Regions from separate parts of the Mus musculus genome. Here all the other regions are linked to region 1. Evidence: chromatin contacts called from public ChIA-PET and HiChIP or PLAC-seq data. All regions are on one chromosome and are shown on one strand. The core of a region is the stretch at or near the end of the contact, and the rest is flanking DNA. Distances in the headings are between cores, read along the strand shown.

Region 1 (5,191 bases), core at 1,339-3,838:
AGTGCAGGGCAGGTGGATGGAGCTGACAGAGAAGCTGAGTCCAGACAACAGAGGCAAAGCTCTGACATTCTGGGTTAATTCCCTTTTTGTGGCATGCTCCTTTGAACAGTTACTTACCACAGGACATACAATTCTCCATTTTATAGCTTATCCTTTATTCCCCCTTTCCAGCTTTCGTCATCTGACAAACCTTCTAAAAAGTTTTATTTAGACTTTATATATTGAAACTCTTGGCAAAAATGTTCATACCTCAATAATATCAAGTTTTATTTTTGCAAATAAAACCCCAGACCTCACCCACATGTAGACATATTGATCGAAGCGGGATCGCATTAGGAGAATAGGCAGAGTCGCTCAGTGACACCCTAAACCATTTCCACTGCACGACAGTCTCCAAATTGTCATCTGCAAGAGTTTTGTCCTATCCTTAGTCTGTCTGACTTGCCATATGGACTTGACTTTGCCAGCATAACGTTCTTTTTATATTGTAATACCGTGCAGCACATCTGGGGAAAATCACATAAAGACTTTTCATAACGTTCAAGAAATGAGAGGATTTTTGTTTAACATTCTTTTAAAACAAAAGTTAGCGGAAAGCATTTCCTCCTTCCTTGAAAAGTATGTGGAGACACAGGGCGGGGCGCTGGATCGCTGGCTCTCACAGTACCCCAGGGCAGTTAGTGTGACGCGTTCAGCACTGTGGTGCTGTGGACTGTGCTAGTTCAGCCTTCCCTAAATGCAGCCAAATACCCACAGAAATCAACTTTTGGTGAGGAAAGGTTTAGTTTGGCTGGCGATTTAAGGTATTTTAGTCTATAATGGCTTGGTGGTCCCAGTGAAGAACATCATTGTGGAATAGAGAGAGAGAGAGAGAGAAACAGAGACAGACAGACAGACAGACAGACAGAGACCATGCGAACATGTGTATACATGCACACATGCACGGGTGCGCACACACACACACACACACACACACACACACACACACACACACACGTAAGGAGAGACGGACTGGAGAGGGACCAGTGTCTCAATAGTCCTTTCAAAGAAACGTTTCTAATGGCCTAACTTCCTTTCCCTAGGCCCCACTTCTTCTTTTTTATTTTTTGGTTTTAGAGCTGTATTATGGAAATGCAGGGGAAAGAGAGAAGGTAGAAAGGAGGAAGAGAGAGAGAGAAGAGAGATAGGAGAGAGGAAAGAAGACAAAGAAAAAGGGAAGAGGAGAGAGAAGTAAGAGAAGAGGGAGGTGAGAGGACAAAGGAATAAGAGGACGAGGTGTGAGGTGCGGGCTGAGCACCCCTTTTTATGGTCTTCACTGTTGCTAGGTAACTGGGGAGGAGTTTAGCCTGAAGGTCAGAAGCTTGCCTAGGCTCCACTTCTAAAGATCCAAAACAGTACCATTGGCTGGACACCAGCTTTTGGGTCATACTCCAGACCCAGACTACAGCGTGGGACATCTAGTTTGCAGGAGACTGAGATAGGAGACTAAAGCCCTTTTCTGAAAACAAGACTTGTGACAGACGGGCCATGTCCCTACACTTTGCCTCTTTGGGATACAATAGAGTGAATAAAAATAGCTCCGCTTCACGGAGAGGCTTGCTACATAGCCAAGCGCTTTCCACACATGACCTCATTCTATGCTGATAACTCGAGAGGAGACGGATTCTGTCATTACCCTCCCCCACCCCGGCCCCCAAAGGAACATAGCTGTGATTTTTCTGCACCATTAACACCGTCAGAACATCCAGTACACCCAGAGAAGACTTGTACCCCGCCTTCCCACTTGTCTATCTCTAGGGACATGTGGGGGCCTGCTCTGGTGCCATAGAATGTCCTACCTTTAGGGTGCGGTGAGTTCTTTATTTTTAATTTCCAGGGTGGAAATTTACTTTAAAATAGGTATCAGAGGCTGGCTCCAGCATATACTTTTGATTTCTTGACACACCAAGGACTTAATCCAGCACCTTGCTATAACCAGGCAAGCACTCTACTCCTGAGTTCCACGTCCCACCCGTGAGAATGATTTCAGCTTGCTATTGTTCCGTTTCTGGGACCCAAGGCAACTTCCAGAGGGGGAAAGGCTTTATTTTAACTTAGGGGTTACAGTCTATTATTGAGAGAAGCCAGGGCAGGAACCTGAAGCAGAAGGCACGGAAGAACGCTGCTTGCTGGATCTCTCACCAGCTTCGCTGCTTTCTTATACACCCTCCCACGACCACTACTGTCCTAAGGATGCTACCACTCATAGTAGGGTAGGGCTTCTATTAAAAATCAAGACACCCTCCTCCCGAAATGCACACGGGGCTATAAGGCTTTCCTCTCAGGTGACTCTAAGTGGATGCTAACTAGGACAGCAACGTGTGCACGGAGCTAACCTGCAGCCCCACATAAGGAGAAAGAGAAGCCGAGGCCACGTCATTTTTTATTTGTTCTGCCAAGAAAATCCAACTTCGAAGGAAAATGAGTTTGACTTTGAAACAAGTCCGCCTAACAAAACCAGTTTCCCCATGTATACTGAGTTGTATACGTAAGCGCGGTTAAAAAATGCTACCGGTGCTGTTCTGGGTGTATTTTACCACAATTCGTTAGCTGGGGGAAGAAAGATGCTCCCTTCTCTGCATACCGCCAGTGGGTGCTCACGTTATGCAGCTCCCCCTCTCTCAACAGCCAGTTCTTTCTGGTCATAAATACTCCCTCGCATTCCTTTCTTTGAAAATGCCCTTCGGATGAATTCCTTCCCCCGTGTAAGCTGGTGAGACGGGCCGCTTAGGAGACTGGCCTGCAGCCCACTGTCTGCATCGCTGGTCCACCCTCCTTTGTACAGTCTGTGGGTGGAGTGAGCAGTTACCCGGGGCAGCCAAGTGGAAAGACAGATAGATGCCTTCTCTTCTCCTAAAAGCTATTTATTGTTCTGAGAGGAACCAGCCATCAAAGAGAGCTGTGCCCCACCCACTCCTCCGGGCTTCCAGTTCTTGACTGAAAAAAAAAAAAAAAGTTAACACCCTACACCACACACCACAGGCACATCCTGAAAGATAATGAATGCTTGAACCCTGACTTTGTTTTTAATTTTTACTGTGGAGCGGGTCTAGGGAACGGCCAAAAACTTGTCTCCTCACTTTGAGGGTGCAGAGCTCACACCTCTCCCCTTTCATCAGAGATTTATTTAACCCTTTGGCTAGGCCACACGGTCCAAATTTCTTACTTTGTTTTCTGCCTCAGCAGAGTGCTAAGACTTCCCCTGTTCCCCACACCTGAAGCGCGTCGATGTGGATGGCAGAGCTGAAGACGAGGAATGTTTGCAGAACGGATGGAAACAGACCGACTGATGTACCACTGGGAATTTATCTTATGATCTGGACCATTTTACTAGAATGTTTCACTGTGGCACACTCGGGTTGGGAAGAGACATTGTGGCTTGATATTCTGCACTTGCAATTTGTCTGTCTGTCTGTCTGTCTGTCTTTTGTTCCCCCCCCCCCAGATAGTTTTTCTGGGTATCCCAGGCTGTCATGGATCAGACCAGCCTCCAGCTCAGACATCTACCTCCCAAGTTTTGGGATTAAAGGCATGTGCCACCATTACCTGGCTTTTTGTTTTTATTTTTAAGACAGGATCTCACTATGCCCAGAAACCAAGCTGGCCTTGAACTCACAGAGCCTTGCCTGCTTCTGTCTCTCCAGTGCTGAGACTAAAGGCAAGGGCCAAGAATGTGTGTGTACACTCACAATTCAGGACCTCTGCTTGCTCAGGCCCCACTCATCCCCGCCCAAAGATTTATTTATTATTATACAAGTACACTGTAGCTGTCCACAATTCATTGTGGATGGTTGTGAGCCACTGAGTGTTTGCTGGGATTTGAACTCAGAACCTTTGGAAGAGCAGTCAGTGCTCTTACCCACTGAGCCATCTCACCAGCCCCCTAGCAGAAGCTTTTAAAAAGCATTGGAAGCAGGGGAGGGTGCAGAGAGATCAGGAACATGTGGTAAATGATAAAACACACTGATTGTTTTTTCAAGTACCCCCTCCCCGCCCCCCTTTTCTGGTCTCAAAGAAGGGGGATGTCTATGCAACTGGAAATGGTCCAGTGTGGAAGTGATTCCCCAGTCTACCTCAGCACCCCACTGAAACAGTTGCTGTAGCCTCTGAGGGACCTTGCCTGTGCTGCTTAGCCACACCTTCCTCAAGTGCAATCTTTTACTGAAGACAATCTTAACGCCGGTAAAGCCTGCCACCTAGTGGTCATTATGATTATGACATGATATGGAAGTGACCCACTTATTAGAAGCTATCCCAGGAAGGCAAATTATATTCCACTTACTAGTTTTCAATTAAAAATTTGTTATTGTTGTTGTTATTATTATTATTATTTTGGCTTTTTGAGACAGGGTTTCTGTCTATAGTCCTGGCTATCCTGGAACTCACCCTATAGACCAGGCTGGCTTCGAACTCAGAATTCCACCTGCCTCTCTGCCTCCCAAGTGCTAGGATTAACGGCGTGCGCCACTACTGTCCGGCTAGTTTTCACTTTTTTTCCCGAGACAGAGTTTCTCTGTATATCCCTGCCTGTCCTGGAAATCGCTCCGTAGACCAGGCTGGCCTTGAACTCAGAAATTCGCCTGCCTCTGCCTCTGCCTCCCAAGTGCTGGGATTAAAGGCGTGGGCCACCACGCCCGGCTAGTTTTCAATCTTAAACTTGAAAGTAGATGTATTAATATAGTCTATCCCAGGCTGCAGCGAGTATATCTCTCCTGAAACTGGCTTCCCCAGGCCAAGAGTGACTTGGATCTAAGTTTATTCCACGGGACCTATCACAGATGGCGGAGGATGGCAGGGGACCCATCCAAGTTCTGCGGCTCAGCTCAGCAGCTCCGGTCTCTGCGAGTCATTTGCTTCATGGGAGTGGTTACTAGATGCTGGAAGAGCGAGGAGAAAGCAAAGAATGGTCAGTGGGTACGAAGTTCCAATAGGCTGGGGAATTTGGTCCTCCTGTGTAGTGCTGGCAGGGTGAGTGTGGTGAATAATATTTTTGGATATTTTACAATAGGTAGAAGAGATCCTTCTGAATGTCCTCAGCACAAAGAAATGAAAATTGTATGAGGTAATGAATATGTTAAATAGTCTAATTTGATTAATACACAGTATGTACATGTATAGATCATTCCACTGCATCTCCACTAAAATACATAAT
Region 2 (5,191 bases), core at 1,572-4,071, 380 kb after region 1:
TGAAGAGACCCCTAAACATCCCTACTGGGCAAACCTAGCAGTAGCCTGGGCTTTTATTACTGTGAAAATGTGACCTTTAGATTTGATTTGGGTACTCATGATTCTTTTAAATAGACTAGTATATTAAAAAAAAAAAAGACAATAAGCACCAAATAAGCACTAAAATTGTTTCCCTAGTCTTTCCACTAATAGTGCCTTGTAAGTTTCAGGAAAGTGATTATTCTGCTTTCAGCAGTGAAAAACATTATTACTAAAAAGGAAAGTAGGTTGCTTAAAAAGTTTTAAATTCATGGTATGGATCCTACTTAAACATTTCCACACATTCCTAATACCTTACACAGAAAGCTTACCCAGGTAGCAAGCTCTTCAGCTTGGGTTAAAAGTAAACCTATCTTGATTTCCATAAAATCCAATACCATTTTCCCATGTTGGTGTGGAGTGCAGGCTAACCACAGGCGCCTCTTCCTGGGGATGCTCCCACAGTGTCTCTGACAGTTCTGTGTTGCTGTGGCCTCTCCCCGCAGGCCTCCATCTGCAGGAGCAGCCAGCCCCTTTCCGGCTTCAGCGCTCGGTGCCTGGAGGATGAGCAGATGCTCCAAGCCATCAGGAAAGCCAATCCTGGAAGTGACTTCATTTATGTCGTGGACACAAGGCCTAAAGTAAGTGTCACCATTTTCATACGTGTCTCTGCAGCCCTGAGTCCTGAGGCCGGAAGGAACCAAAGCTTGACTGGTAGCAACCCTTTGCCTTATCTGTAGAGGGTTGTTCCTGGTCTGATCAGACCATGGGGCCACCAAAGGGCTGCTCTCTGCTGCATCTCAGCTCCTGAAGGGGCTGAGTGTGCTGAGTACATTTCTGTTTCCGGTTTTTACCATTGTGCCGGTCACACAGTAAATGGCTTACTGTTTAGGTTTGCAAGTAGTTTGGCTGTGGATTAAATGTCAGCGGTGCTATTCAAAACAGGTTACAAGGGAATAAAAATATGACAGAGGAAAAATAGCTTAGTTGGTCAAGTCAGTTTAAAATGAAAGCCATTAAGAGTAAGAGCTTCGTGGCATAGTCAGTTGTAGATGTTTATAGACATAGTCTTCACATCATACATAATGGGCCCTGACTTTCTAGTAAGCTTTCATTGCACAACATAGATCAAATCTCTGATCCAGGGGTGAAGGACTGGAAGAAGGTCTGCCCTTGAAAGATGTGACAGATTAACTTCTGTTGCCTGTCAGTTTCTGCCTCTGTCTGAATCAGGTGCAAACCCCTTTCTCCAACCCTGACTGCCCTCCTCCCCGCGCCCTGTATCTTTTGTGTACGGTAGAGCTGTTCTGTATTTTCTGATAAGTTATGTGCTTCTCAGAGGACATTTTGCAGACAAACTCAGGCTTCAGGGCTTTACTGAGTGGAGACTGGAAATCCTTTTCCTACCCTACTTTTCCAGCTTTAAACAGGGATAAACAGATTGACCTCCTAAGAGCCAGTGATCCAAGTTAGGTCCCTGTAGTGTAAGTCCTTATTAGAACGTGGCAGCCACAGGACCAGGCCTTGTCTGTATTTAAAGCCACCTTCTTAGTCCTAAGGATTCAGTTTGAAGGGTATATTTAGTACTCACTTTGTTTATTGTTAAGTGGTAAGAAGTTGACTCTGATCCAGTAGATAAAGAAAGTTGGGTGCTCTCTTCTCAGGTGCAAAGATGTGGCTTGTAAAAACTGCTTCAAGCTTTGTGTTCCCCTCCTCTCTCCCCCTCTTTTCTCTCCCTCTTTTCTCTTTCTCCCTCTCTCTTTTCTTCTATCCCTCTCTTTCTCCCTCCCTCTCTCTTTTCCTCTCTCCCTGTCTTCCCCTCCTTCCTTTCTTCTTTTTTTTCATGACCACGTTGGTTGATTCCCACCCCTCAGGTGCGGTAGTTTTCCTAGGCCACCAGGAAAGTATGCAGATGTTTGCCACAGAAGGGTTGCATGGCGGCATGCAGGTTGTCCTCAGTCCTTGCCTTCTGCATCCAGCTTTATTTCCTAGTATAATAATAATAATAATAATAATAATAATAATAATAATAATTAATAATAATAATAATAATAATAAAGACAAAGGCTTGGGAGGCAGCTCCCAGGGTCCTGATCCTTGGTCTCTGAGCGGGGTTAAGTCCACACAAGGGCTTCCCAAGCCACCCACCCAGATGAAAGCCTTTTGAATTGTTTGTTCACTGATGGGACAGTGATGGGCCGCAGAGGCAGTGAAAGCCTTAAGTATGTACTGAGAAAAGTCTCCTTGGTCTCAGCTGTTGCTAGAGATTGGTACATTAACACATGGAATTGAGTCAGAACGGTATTTGTGGAGGTCTAAGACAAGGACCGTGTCTCTGTACTTCAGCCTCTTCTGTCAGATATGCTGGCATTCTGTTGAGCTTGCAAAAATGTTCAGCACGTTCTCATTTCACTCTTGGAAGAATTCTGCAGATTGGGAGGCTTCTTGTCTTTTCCTGGACTTAGCTTTAAAGAGGTTAGGTAATTCACTGAGACCACACGGTTTAGACCCAAGGCCACATTCAGTTAAATACAAGCTTATTTGACATCAAAGCCAGTGGCTTTTTTGTTTCTGTTTCCCAGAACATCTCTAGGGGACCCTTGTCCCCGCTTCCAGACTCTAGAGGGTTGACACCTAAGTTGATCACACACCCAGCTCCAGGCTGAGCCAAAGTCACCTCAAGCCAGTGGAGCAGGAGGGCTCTAAGCTGTGTGCCTGCCTACCAGCTATGGAGGAAGTATGAGTCCTGAAGTTAAGGCTGTCATCTGTCTAAGCTATGGAGGAAGTGTGAGTCCTAAAGGCAGGGGCAAGGTTGAGTCAGTCACCTGCTTCTGTGGTGACCGGCCCTGTGACATGCCTCAGCTCCATGGACTGCTTTGTGGTTGTGGCCTTAGTGTCACGGCGCCAGGGGTTGTTTCATTGTCTAACAGGAAGTCATAGGGTATTTCTCTCTTTCTTGGTAATGAGGTAATGTCTATTCACTGGGTCCCATGCAGGAGACATCTTCAAGATACAGCTATGAAGTTCAGGGTACCTGAAAAGTGGGAACCTGGGATCTTATTTCCTGGTTATATGCATAAAGTTTGAAGGTGGCCATTGACAGAGGAAAGAGAGTGGGAGAGAGACATTTGTGTTTTGTAGCAGGTGAGGGGAGAGTCTTCAGTCCTGTTCTTTGTAAGTGCAAGGATGGACAAATATCCTTTGGCTTAATTTGGACCTTAACAAACTTGATAAAACCTTGCTAACACAGCTTACCTATCATGGAGGCCCCCGGAGAGGGACCTGGGGCTAATGTAGCTGGCAATGGCTGCTGGTCTAGGCTCAGGCCACAGTGGATCTCGTATGCGAGTGAAAGGTGGCACAGTACTTCTAGGAGCCTATACTGTGTGCCTTAGGAAAGTCACCCTTTGGATGCCTATGCGGAGAAGGCAGAGACAGCCAGTTATTAGCAATCAGAAGCACTGTCAACCAGTAAGACAACTGACATTGCCTAGCTTTGCAAAGAGCTGTTTATCTAACTGCATCTCTTCCACATGGTCCCTTCTACCAACTACACAGAGCAGGCGAGCCTGTTAGAAGCCACGGGAAGGGAGAGCCCTCATCACCTCACGGAGCCTGTACCCAGGGAAAGAGACCGTTTTGCATCATATATGGGTTGAAAATTTAAATTAGCCTGGATCAAGATTTCATCCTGTACTCTTAAATACGTGAAAGATGTCCCTGGATGGCGAAGGGGACATTTTGAGAAGCTTATTTGTAGGTCATACCTGTAGGCAATAAAATCATCTAGTATTTCCAAGAGTGTGCCACAGTTAAGTTAGTGAGGAGAAGAAAGAGCACTCTTTGACACCTGTGCTAGGCTTTGGCCCAGTTCTCCTAAAGGTAGCTGTCTGTCTGTCTGTCTGTCTGTCTGTCTCAGTCTGGAATATCTTTTTTGGGTGTTTATTATTTCTAAACCTGTGTTTCTGCTTTGAAAGTTCAGCTTTTGCCACATTAAATAAGTAGAGCTCCTAAAAAATAGTTTGTATGATAGATTAAATATCGCCACCTTGTGTTTGTTATGTGAATTACAGACTGACTTTGAAGAGGTTTTCTCCTACTTGCTTTTAAGGAAAACTGCCTGCCGTTTCTCCCATTGTAACTCCTAAGTGATTTAAAGTGTGAGCATATGTTATATATGCAGGAACTGTAGTAGTAAGAGTGCTTTGCTTATCACGTATTATACATGTTCAGAAGAGATGGGGCGGGGCTGATGAGAAGGCTGGACCTTGAATTTAGATGCAGAATAAGTGTGTAGTTCATATAACATCAGGCTCGTTGGATCTGTTGATTTGTTGCATTTAATGAAGTTCATTACAGAGGTTTAGCTGAAACTGCCCTGAAAATAATTATGTAAGGCCATAACGTTTTAAAAGTACACAGTTCCATGAGAGCAACATGCATATGTAATTTCTGGAAGAAAAAAAAAATCCCCTTAAAATATTAGAACATATATATCCCTTAAGATATATCATGAAAGTGTTTATTGGTTATGGCTAAAGCCTTAGGGATGTGCCTTGCTTTTGTAGACCGGGGTCAGTCTCCCGAAGAGCCCACAGCCCCATAGATGCCAGAGGAGCAGAGGAGGGGAGCAGGAGCCCGCTTGCTGACGAAGCAGGGACTCCTGTGGCAGTGGCTTGCTCTCAGCTCTGGCTGTATTGTGTTTTCTCCCTGGTTGTCTCATTCTTCTCTATGGTCCTGACTTAACGTGTGCTTCTTGTAACTGTGAAAGGCTGCGTGAGTAGCTGAGGTCGTGTTGATAGTATCCCCCTGCAGCTTGCCACTCCCTTTTTCCTTATGAAATTGCTACCCAATTGGCATAGTCTATGGTAACTTTAATTCTTCTTAGTGAATGTAAATAAATGAATCAGTAAGTATTAACGGTGGGTGGTTGAATGAACATTTTCTTAGCTTACACATATGTACATGTAGCTGTGTGGTGTATGTGAGAGAGAACGGGGGAGAGATAGGTCAGGCAGGGTCTGTGTCTTTGGTCCCTGGTTGTATTCCACAGCATGGATATGCCCTTGTTTACGCAGTTACCACTTGGAGGAGACAGTCATAGGTTTTCGGCTTTCATGTTTACAAAACCATTTGTCACAGACAGTCTTGATCTATATATGTTAAGACCTTT
Region 3 (5,191 bases), core at 750-3,249, 350 kb after region 1:
ACAGTTTATACTCAAAGGGCTAGGGAGAGTCACCAGTGTTCAGTCACCAGGACAGGCTGCAAGTTTGCTTCTCCACAGAGGCAGATGAGTCATAAACTCTGGAGTAAACTCACTCCTATCTGCAACATCTGGTAGGAGCACAGAGACACATCACAAGAAACTGAGGTCATCGATGCTTGCTTTCTTGGAATTTTCTCATAAGGGCTCAGGATCCCTCTCCTGTAACTACATTCTTGGACTGTGTCCTGACAGTAGACCTTTCTTTAAAATGTCTTTGGTTGTAAGTCTCTGGGGTGGACTGTGAATGACCAGAATGGCCTCTGATTCTATCCCACCATGCCCCCACTTCCATATGGACAGAATTTTTGCAGTCTCAGCATTTGCGAGTTGATGCTTCTGGTGGCTCTGTATAGCTTCCAGTCCTGGTGTTCCCAGGCCCCTGCTTGCTAAAGTGTCGACCATATCAGCTCTCCCTTATTCCAGGTCTCAACAGCAGCTGACATAAACGTTTCCTCTGTGCCCTGACAAGAGAATGTTACTTATAGCATCTGACCTGACTCTTCCTAAGTGTGTGCTTTCTCGCTGAGAACTTCAAACAGTGCGTTTCCTCAGATGCCTTCTTTCCCCAGTTGACATAACTCTTCAAGGTTACCTCTTTTGGTCCTAGGACTTAAACACTTGCTAGGATGCCAGAGTCATTTGAGCAGATCTCAGACACCACTAATAAGCATCAGAGTTTTATGTCCTACAAAGGAAGCAAAGAGCAATAGCCACTAAATAACATGGGTGTGCTATCCCACTAATGACATAGGTGGATCTCATTTAAAAATATCACATTTGTGGTAAATGCACAATCCAGAAGAAACGGGTGTCACTTTCTTAGCATATATTAAAAGCCACTTACAGCGTATGTGCCCCTGTGTGGCGTGTCCGTAGTCTCTGGAACAGGCGAGCAAGTTGTGATGACTTTGTCCAAGAAATAAGTAGGCTCCCAGGTCTCATCTTCAGATAGGAGCAGCCTCATTGCCGTGGAGATTAAATAGGCTTGAGCTAGCTCACCACTGAGGCACAGCTATTAAACTAGTAGGTTTTCAGGGTGGCGCCAGAATTGAGGGGATTTATTTCATTTGAGGTTGTTCCAGCTACCTAAGCACAGACTGTGAAGTGGGCCCTGAATATGGCTGTCCTCATGTGCTCTGTATACTGAGGAATGAAATTAATTGTCGCGTTGGTTACCCATTTCTGGTATTGTTTAACATACGGGTCATTTTGGTGTTTTTTTTCTCTCTCTCTCATTTATTTATCCTCCATTTCTTTTTGTCTTCTATAGCTTCAAAATTGCTTATGACAGCTCTGGGACCTGTCAGAGTGATTGCCAAACTTTGAAATTTAATTTTCCTGCAGCAGCATCCAAAGTTAACAAAGAGACATGGGAATAATTCCATTAAGTCTCCCCCCATCCGCCAGCAAGTGCTCCTCCTCGCTCTGTTCTACTCTGTTTCTAAAAATACTCTAAAGTGGCATCGACTCTCTCATTTCTGAGGGGAAAATAGTCTATACTGAAGGCTTTCGCCGTAAAATATTACCATAGTTCAGTATTAGAATGAAGTTCAGTTTCACTAGTCCTCAGGGTATAAAAAAATGATTTATATTTCATTTTTACATACTGTTAATTCGTATACCGACCCTAGATATTTTAGCTATACAACTTTAAACAGCTAAATAGTTTCCCTTCTCAAAGAAATGCTATAAAGATAACATATCCTCATTTTTTCCTTCCATAGCTGCTTCATGACAGTGTCCTTAGAGTTAGTTCAGAATAGAATGTTTAGTAAATTAAATAAAATAATAGTCATAGGGAACTGACAAAATATGCTTATTAAATAGTTGTGGGTCAAAGAAGAAGTGAAACCTGCAATATTAGACTTAATTCAGGGGATCAGGGGAGCTGTGTTTCATGGAGCTAAAGAGATGGCTCAGCACTTAAGGGCGTGTACTACCCTTCCCAAGGTCTTGTGGCTCACAGGCTCCTGCAGCCTCAGCACTCTTAAACGCGTTCTCACGACCGGCCAGGAAGAACACAACAAACCAGAATCTTCTGCGGCAAAACTTTATTGCTTACATCTTCAGGAGCAGGAGCGCAAGCCCCCAAGCCCAAAAACGAAAGCCCCCTGCTTACATCTTTAGGAGCCAGAGCGCCAGCGCGCCAGAGCGCAGAGCAAGAGAGAGAAAATGGCGGAAAACCCCGTCCCCTTTTAAGGAGAATTATCCTTCGCCTAGGACGCATCACTCCCTGATTGGCTGCAGCCCATGGCCGAGTAAAGGCAGAGTACATGTAGTGGAAAATTACTCTTGGCACATGCGCAGATTATTTGTTTACCACTTAGAACACAGGATGTCAGCGCCATCTTGTGACGGCGAATGTGGGGGCGGCTCCCAACACAGCACCAGGATATCCAGTGACCTCTTCTTGCCTGCTAAGGCACCTGCACTTCGATGCACAGCCCCCACCCCAGCGCACATAACTGAAAACAAAATAAACCTTGAAATAAAAAGGAGCTGTTTCCGTAAAGAGGTCATTGTACTGCTGTTTCCACACAGCCAGTACAGGTTGTGTTGTCCTTCCTGTGGTGTGTCGTGACACAGACCTACTGCAGTATCCCTGAAACTGTTCTGCATCAAAATGCACAAATACGTGATACTTTCCACACACCCAACATTCGGAGGAGAGTTCCAGTATCGTTAGAAGGATTCACCAGTGAATGGAAGCAGTTCTCAATCTTCATGGTCTCCTTATGAACCTTTTTATATTTCTTACTATGGTCGTTTATGTGAAGGCAAACATCCACGTGCCCTGTCTTCCACTTTACAGACGCGTGGAAAAGCATAGTGTTTCTTTTTGATAGAACTTAGCTCATATTCACACACTGTCGTTATGTAAATGCAAGGCTTTAATGCATGCATGTGCTGACTTATGTGCAAAATGTTGTATAGCTACAATGAAATAAAATACTGACCTGTGTAAAAGTCAAGGAAATATTAGACTTCATTATTAGACTGTAATATTAGACTTCAGTCAGGGGATCAAGGGAGCTGTGTTTCATGGAGCTAAAGAGATGGCTCAGCACTTAAGAGTGTGTACTGCCCTTCCCAAAACACTTACGTAAATGTTTTGTGGCACATTTAAAATCACATTTTCGTAACTGGTATTTTATTATTTGATACACATTATCATGGTCTGCTGCTGAGCCAAGGGGCGTATTTTGGTTTAATTATTGGAGACATTCTCCCGTGTAAGTTTTAGAGTAAATATAAGGTTCCTGGATATTTTGTGATTGGCTCTTTTGATTTTCACCCAACGTCTCTAGGTTGAAAACGTGCGCTTGGTAGACAGAGTGTCTTGTAAAAAGGCAGCGCTGGGAACTTTGTATCTGACGGCCACTCACGTCATATTCGTGGAAAATGCACCTGACACAAGAAAAGAAACCTGGGTATGACATCTGCATCTTTAGCCTTACATGTTTTTCATTGGTTTCAGGATGGGGACCGTGGACTTTTGGGGGCATTTTTGGGAGCGATTTCTGAGATGTATTAGAAAAGGAATTTCCTTCACAGCCCTAAGATGGGATGGATGAATGTGCTAGCAGTGGCTGAAGCTGCTGGAGCCTATGCATGGCCGGGAAGATCTTCAGTCCTACCAGGTGTCGCATGCGACAGCACCTGATGTGTTATAACTGTCCTTTGTAGGATGTTTTACACACATCTGTTATTGTTTGAATGTTTCATACATTGCTCATAGGCATCCCTCCATCCCCCTTAGTGCCTGATCCTGCCTCCGTTTCAACTTCATTTCCCCTTTTTATTGTTGTTAATAATGCCCTGAGTCCGGTTAGGACTGGATATATGCACATGGTTATATTGTTGAGGCCATGTCCTCAAAAGCGGGTGACTCTCCCTTTCTCTACAGCTCTCAGTTGCCAAGAGTTCCTCCAATGAGGTTGGAGCATCAGGGCCCCCCCCTCCCTTGCAGGGACTTCTAAATTATCGGTTCTATTATTTTACAATGTTAACATTACTTTTCTGGTAATTTTTAAAAGAAAAGGAAAGCTAGAGACTAGTCCCATAACCAGGAACTTTTGTGCCTAATCATCAAACCAGTAGACATTTCTGACGTTGTATAGCAAGACAAACATGGCCTTATAACCCATGGCCAAAATCTTGACCTGTAGATTCCATTCCTTACCCCGTGGACAGGCATACACTTAGCACCAGAAGGGTAGCCAGTACCTCACAGTAGTCAGGAACTTCATGGAGGACTGCCCTTAAGGACAGAACATGGATCTCCTCAAAAGACACGGTCCAGAATGGTTTATTTTCTTTTTTTGTTGTTGGGTTTTTTTTTTTTTTGGTTTTGTTTTGTTTTGTTTTGTTTATTTTAGACAGGGTTTCTCTGTATAGCCCTGGCTGTCGTGGAAGTCACTCTGTAGACCAGGCTGGCCTCGAACTCAGAAATCCGCCTGCCTCTGCCTCCCAAGTGCTGGGATTAAAGGCGTTCGCCACCGCTACCGGGCTGGTTTATTTTCTTATCAACCTATTTTCTTAATGGAATGGTGGTTTATTCCAGAGGCTGTAGAAGAGGTCAGGGGAGGGGAATGGGGAGTTATTGATCAGAGTAACCAGAAGGGGATGGGGAGTTATTGATCAGAGTAACCAGAAGACTCAGATAGAGCAGAGGGCTAGGCTTTGAGATCAAGCATATTGTATACATGGGTTTATAGTGGATCATAATATATATATTTCAAAATATCTTTGGAAAATTTCAAATATATCACCATGAAATGATAGCTCAGAAGTTTATGGTTGTATTGTATATACTAGTTAGCTTGATTTAATCATTTCACATCGTATCCATCAGGAAAGCACTCTGTACTGTGATCTGCCTGTTAAAAACAACAGACAGTTGGAAAGTGAAACATTTTCCTTTGCAGACTGCCTGACCACCAACAGCTTAGAGAACAAGGGGTTATTGAACTTGAACATCCCACGTGGAATTAAGGAACATGGTGGCACTTCCCAGTGGAGCCATCTCTAACTCTTACTGATTGCCAAAGTTTATTTTACTGACTTCCCATGACCTTATTTAAATTTAGCTATTAAACGCATCCAGCATTTGACTGCCCAAATGTTCCCC
Region 4 (5,191 bases), core at 1,275-3,774, 310 kb after region 1:
CCCTTGGGTGAAAAATTCCAATGGATTATGTGATTCCAGAACGTTAGCATCACTAGTAACATGGTGACCTCATCAACAGCTGTGCCAGTGGAAGAACGGGTGTGAGAGTGTGAGTTAGGACCTGTGATTCTGAATATAACTATATAACTTAGCTATCGTACTTCTTAAGAAAACAAAATTAAGATTTTCCCTCATAATTATCACAATGTCTATAGTCTTTCTTTTTCTTTCTTTTTTTGTTTTTGTTTTTTTTGTTTTTTGAGACAGGGTTTCTCTGCATAGCCGTGGCTGGCCTGGAACTCACTTTGTAGACCAGGCTGGCCTCGAACTCAGAAATCCGCCTGCCTCTGCCTCCCGAGTGCTGGGATTAAAGGCGTGCACCACCACGCCCGGCTTGTCTATAGTCTTTCTTTACAGTGTTATTATGAAAAAAAATTATAAACTATACCAGAATACATGGTGCTATTGCTTATGATTTCAAATTTTATGTTGGTCCTTAGTCCTCCACAACTCACTGGACAAATGTTTTTTTAATTTGTCTTTAGAATTATCTATTTTATGTGTATGATTGTTTTGTCTGCATCTTTGTAGACTTTATCAGGTAAGGGTAGGTCTCTCTGCCTAAGTTGCCTAACATCATTTTTTTTTTTAAATTGGGAATGATATTACTTTGTGAGATGACTTTTCTGTATCTGTTAAGAAGGCAATACAGATTTGTTTTATTTTTCTTTAGTCTAATACTATGATGAATTTTATCTATATTTTTATTCTTTTATTTTAAATGATACGCATCAATTCTAACTTATGTGTATGAGTGTTTTGCTTATATGCATGAATTTGTACCATATGCATGTCTGGTACCCTGGGAGTCAGACGAAGGCATTGGATCCCTGGGAACTGGAGTTAGGATTGTTGTAAGCTACCATGTGGGTACTGGGAACTGAAATCGGATCCCGAGCAAGAGTACTCTTAACTGTTGAGTCACTTCTCCAAATCCTATAGTTTATTCTTAAACCAACCTACATTCCTGGCATAATAAAAAAAGTTTTCAAATAAAGAAATTGGATTTGAGCCAGGCGTGGTGGCACACGCCTTTAATCCCAGCACTCGGGAGGCAGAGGCAAGCAGATTTCTGAGTTCGAGGCCAGCTTAGTCTACAAAGTGAGTTCCAGGACAGCCAAGGCTACACAGAGAAACCCTGTCTCAGGAAAAAAAAAAAAAAAAAAAAAAAAAAAAAAAAGGAAAAAGAAATTGGATTTGAATTTAATATACCTTTCTGCTCAGTGGTAGTAGTATAATCTAGTTGCTCACAAAAGATTGTTTTAAAAGCTATTGCTTTTTAGAATTATTCAAAATTTTAATGAAATGTTTTAAAGTACATAATTTGAAACAAAACAGCTTGTGAAGATTAAAGGCAGTGGGCATGTAGTCTTCTCAGTAGCAACACATTTGAAATGATGTGGCAGGCAGGTTGAAAGACTCATCAGTTCACCGAGAGCAAGGATTTCGTGAATACACCTGTTCATATAACTCTATTTTCTCCCCTCTTGGTGAGATCATTGGCTGGGAAATTTTGCAAATCAAATCCCTTTTAGAGTTGTCTCTTCAAAGGAGAATGTGGGACCAATGTCTTGGGAGTCTATGCTATCCACATGGCGGACAGATCCAAAATGACTCAATGGTAACACTGCACAACAGCTACAGCTTCCAAAGAGATGTGGCAGGATCATAGTTAAGTTTAAAAATCCGGGCAGGAAATGACTGCTGTCACCAAAGGGCAATTACAAGATTCCCCCAGGCTTCAGAAAGCAATATGCAGCTGAGTATACTGAGCAGGCAGCCAACTAAGCAGTAATTACCTCTTGCTGTGGAGCCACGGGGCCAATCAGCTATTGGCTGTTTCATTAAACGGGTTAAGCAGGTTGGAACAAATTCAAACGTCTAGATGATATGAAAGGATCAAGAGGTAGTCTGCAAGGTTGTTAACAGCACACAAGCAAAGGCTTAGAGTATTTGCAACCCAGTAGCTGCTGAGGAAGGATTTAAAAATAAAAGTACAAAGAGCTGAGTTTCTTAGACTTACTGTATAGGCTTCGTTCAGTTTTCTTCCTGAATGCCTACTGGTTTCTCTATTAGTGCGATTGTAAGGTGGATGGTGTCTTAGGGCTACTATTGCTGAGATGAAACGCCCCGACCAAAGCAGTTCCAAACAGTTCATTATCAAAAGCAGTGTGGGCAGGAACCCTGCAGGACAGAATCTGCAGGCAGAAGCCCATGAAAGGCACCTTGGAGTAGCGCTGCTTGCTTCTCTGGGCTTGTTCAGCTTGCTTTCTTACAGAACTCAGTACCACCTCATGGGGGATGGTGAAGAGGTCAGCTCAGGAACTAACACTTGAGCACCCCTCCCCTCCGGGAAGGGAGAGGCTAATTAACATTCCTCCAACCACAGGTGGGGGAACCCACCATCAGCCATCAGCCAGCCACCTGCGGGTTGGGGGAGGCCCAGAGCACATAGACACATTGGCCACCTACAGACAAGGGGAGTTCTTGCCGCCCTAAAGACCAATCAGTTTAAACGTCACACTGTTCTGCCAATCACATTGTGCCTAATGGCTGCTGCTCTGAAAACTGTATAAAAGCTCACCGACCGAGGTCCCTAGGGTCGCCACCTCTCCTTCGAGTGGAGGACGACCCCAACACATTGGAACAATAAATTCCTCTTATTTTTTTTGCATCGATTCTCAGCTCCTCGAGGTTCACTCGGGGCGTCCCTGGAAGCTAAGGCTCGCCAGAGTCTTACAATAGCACCACCCACAATGGTTGGGATTCGCTCATGGATCACCAATTAAGAAAACACCTTACATATGGAGACATTTTCTCCACTGATGCTCCCTCCTGTCTGATGACTCTAGCTTGTGTGAAGCTAACACAAACCAGCCAGCACAAATGACTCCTTGCGAACTTGCCTCGAAAACACATCACTTTTCAATTAGAACCTTCCCTTCATCCATCTCCCAAGTTGAAATGTTGATATTAAGTCTCACAGTCCTTACAAAATCAAACACATTACAAGTTCAGTCTCTTTAAAATAGTCACACTCACCGCCGGGCGTGGTGGCGCACGCCTTTAATCCCAGCACTCGGGAGGCAGAGGCAGGCGGATTTCTGAGTTCGAGGCCAGCCTGCTCTACGAAGTGAAGTCCAGGACAGCCAGGGCTATACAGAGAAGCCCTGTCTCGAAAAACCAAAAAAAAAAAAAAAAAAAATATTCACACTCTTCAAAAATACAAAATTTTCTTTAAAGGCTCAAAGTCCTTTAGCCGTGGATGCCTATAAAAATAAAAATTAAGTTAAATATGTTCTTGGCAGGGGTGGGGGTGGGGAGGGAAGAACCAGGATGCAGTCACAAAATCAAACTCCAATTGTAAATAACTCAGTGATCTTCTGGGCACTTCCAAAGGGCTTGGATCACCTCTCTGGCTCTGTCCTATGCAGCACACGCTGCTTGTCTTCTAGGCTCCAGCTGTCCCCACTCCACTACTACTGCTTTTCTTGGTGATCACAGGGTCTTGTCCCAGCAACAGAAGCCCCAAGACAGTGATATAAATAAATAAGACAACTGGAACATTACAGGTTCATAAGTATCATAGGAGAAAGACACTTTACATTGCTTATTCTTTCTCACCGCTGTGACAAATTATCCCACAACATCAACACCAACCCAACAAAAGGAACTTATGAGAGGGGGAGTTTATTTTGACTCACAGTTTGGTGGTGCAGTCTGTCATGGTAAGCAAGGCATAGAGAAATTAATGCTACTGTTCATCTTGTTTGTTTTTCTTTTTTTATTCACCTTGTTTTTGTTTGTTCTGTTCTGTTTTATTTAGTCCATGACCTCAGTCCATGGGATGGTACTGCCCACATTAGGATGGGTCTTCTGTACTCAGTGAAACTACCCTGAAGGGACTGGAGACGCTGCTCGCCAGTTAAGAGCACCGACAGCTCTTCTAGAGGAACTAGGCTCAGTTTCTAGCACTAACATGGTGGGTCACAAGAGCCTGTAATTCCAGTTGCTGAGGACCCCATACCCTTCCCCTTGCCTCTCTGGGCACTGCATGAGTGTGTTGCACACATTTAGCTCACCCTGAAGTGTTTGTAGGGTGAATCTTTAGGAAGGATTCCTTTCCATGGGCACATGTGCCTTAATACTGAAGGTGTAATAGGTTTGCACATGGGCAGAGGAAGAGCTGAAGATGATGTTTCTAAGGTCAAACGAGGAGGGAAGTAAATATGAGTGAAGTGAGCATGTAAGAAGGAGGAAGGCTAAAAGAGATCAATAAACTCACTTGAGGGTGTGGACAGGAGACCAAGTTTCCAGCCATTGGTATGTGTGAGGGTGTGGACAGGAGACCAAGTTTCCAGCCATTGGTATGTGTCCGTGATGAGCAAATATCGCCGGTACCGTTCACGCAGGCACTGCATGTTACAGGTATGGAACATTGAAACTTTCTTGCTTTCTAATCAAACCTGATTTCAAATCTCCCCTTATATGATAGTTGTCAGAAGTGAATGTTCTGATTCGAGGTTACCTCAGACATATAGGGCTTATCATTCAGTTAGCATCTCAGACAGAGTGCTCCTCAGTGTTTCTTTCCCTCCTGCCTAGGAGGTGATACAAGCTCTACAGCGAAGGTGATTTAGGTCAGGACAAGAAGACACTGGGTCCGGGATTAGCTCTACGTCACCTCTGGTAGGTTCTGAACTTATTCTCCCAGGCCTCATGATTTATGGCCTGATGCATGTCCAGTCCACAGTCCTCCCCGAGCAACCTGATTCTTCACCTGTCTTAGTGTTCACTACCGAGGTAGTGAAACACCATGACCAAAAGCTAGTTGGGGAGGAAATGGTCTTTTCAGCTTACACTTTCACACCCTAGGCCATGCCTGAAGGAAGTTGGAACAGGAACTTGCTACATCCACTCCAGTAGTGACTGCCTGACAGGCCGAAAAGCCTGGGTGCGGTCCCCGGTCCCGAGGTGAAAAGTTCGCGGAAACTTAGTCTCCTGGAATCATGGCATCCTGTATAACGAATGCTCCAATGTCCTTGCTTCTTGCTTTAGTTGGTAAACGGATCTGTGTGCTTTCCCTTAATATTGCTTTATTATAAGTGCTTATAAGGATTGAATTTTTGAC

Evidence for each region. ChIA-PET counts read pairs in DNA pulled down with a chosen protein or histone mark. HiChIP or PLAC-seq counts read pairs in DNA pulled down with a chosen protein or histone mark.
Region 2: a contact with region 1 is called in an RNA polymerase II ChIA-PET map of memory CD8 T cells, with 44 read pairs. The contact joins two enhancer-like sites. A contact is called at or near these places in 17 of 484 Hi-C or Micro-C datasets (the C2C12 cell line, the G1E-ER4 cell line, the HL-1 cell line and 11 more) and 5 of 115 datasets of contacts at active chromatin or transcription factors (Th17 cells, astrocytes, bone marrow-derived dendritic cells and 2 more).
Region 3: a contact with region 1 is called in an H3K27ac HiChIP or PLAC-seq map of embryonic stem cells, with 2.8 times the contacts expected there. The contact joins two enhancer-like sites. A contact is called at or near these places in 1 of 484 Hi-C or Micro-C datasets (embryonic stem cells) and 2 of 115 datasets of contacts at active chromatin or transcription factors (both in embryonic stem cells).
Region 4: an H3K27ac HiChIP or PLAC-seq map of embryonic stem cells shows a contact between it and region 1, with 7 times the contacts expected there. The contact joins two enhancer-like sites. A contact is called at or near these places in 2 of 115 datasets of contacts at active chromatin or transcription factors (both in embryonic stem cells).

Annotation. Positions count from the first base shown.
Region 1 is chr8:40,960,933-40,966,123 of GRCm38.p6, reverse strand. The region is part of intron 2 of Pdgfrl (platelet-derived growth factor receptor-like); the gene reads right to left. Among named protein-coding and RNA genes, the nearest start is that of Pdgfrl, 37 kb to the right of the region's middle. Within about 2 kb of position 2,588, at least 190 of the 459 cell types and tissues checked have an H3K27ac peak or open chromatin away from gene starts, as enhancers often do. A contact at or near this core is called in Th2 cells, embryonic stem cells and memory CD8 T cells, where this site is marked.
Region 2 is chr8:40,582,516-40,587,706 of GRCm38.p6, reverse strand. Mtmr7 (myotubularin related protein 7) reads left to right here. Exons shown (of 14, transcript NM_001040699.1): 6 at 525-659. Among named protein-coding and RNA genes, the nearest start is that of Mtmr7, 50 kb to the left of the region's middle. Within about 2 kb of position 2,821, at least 101 of the 459 cell types and tissues checked have an H3K27ac peak or open chromatin away from gene starts, as enhancers often do. A contact at or near this core is called in Th2 cells and memory CD8 T cells, where this site is marked.
Region 3 is chr8:40,607,194-40,612,384 of GRCm38.p6, reverse strand. It overlaps Mtmr7 (myotubularin related protein 7), which reads left to right. Exons shown (of 14, transcript NM_001040699.1): 2 at 3,369-3,491. Among named protein-coding and RNA genes, the nearest start is that of Mtmr7, 25 kb to the left of the region's middle. Within about 2 kb of position 1,999, at least 33 of the 459 cell types and tissues checked have an H3K27ac peak or open chromatin away from gene starts, as enhancers often do. A contact at or near this core is called in embryonic stem cells, where this site is marked.
Region 4 is chr8:40,647,749-40,652,939 of GRCm38.p6, reverse strand. No RefSeq gene overlaps it. Among named protein-coding and RNA genes, the nearest start is that of Mtmr7, 16 kb to the right of the region's middle. Within about 2 kb of position 2,524, at least 44 of the 459 cell types and tissues checked have an H3K27ac peak or open chromatin away from gene starts, as enhancers often do. A contact at or near this core is called in embryonic stem cells, where this site is marked.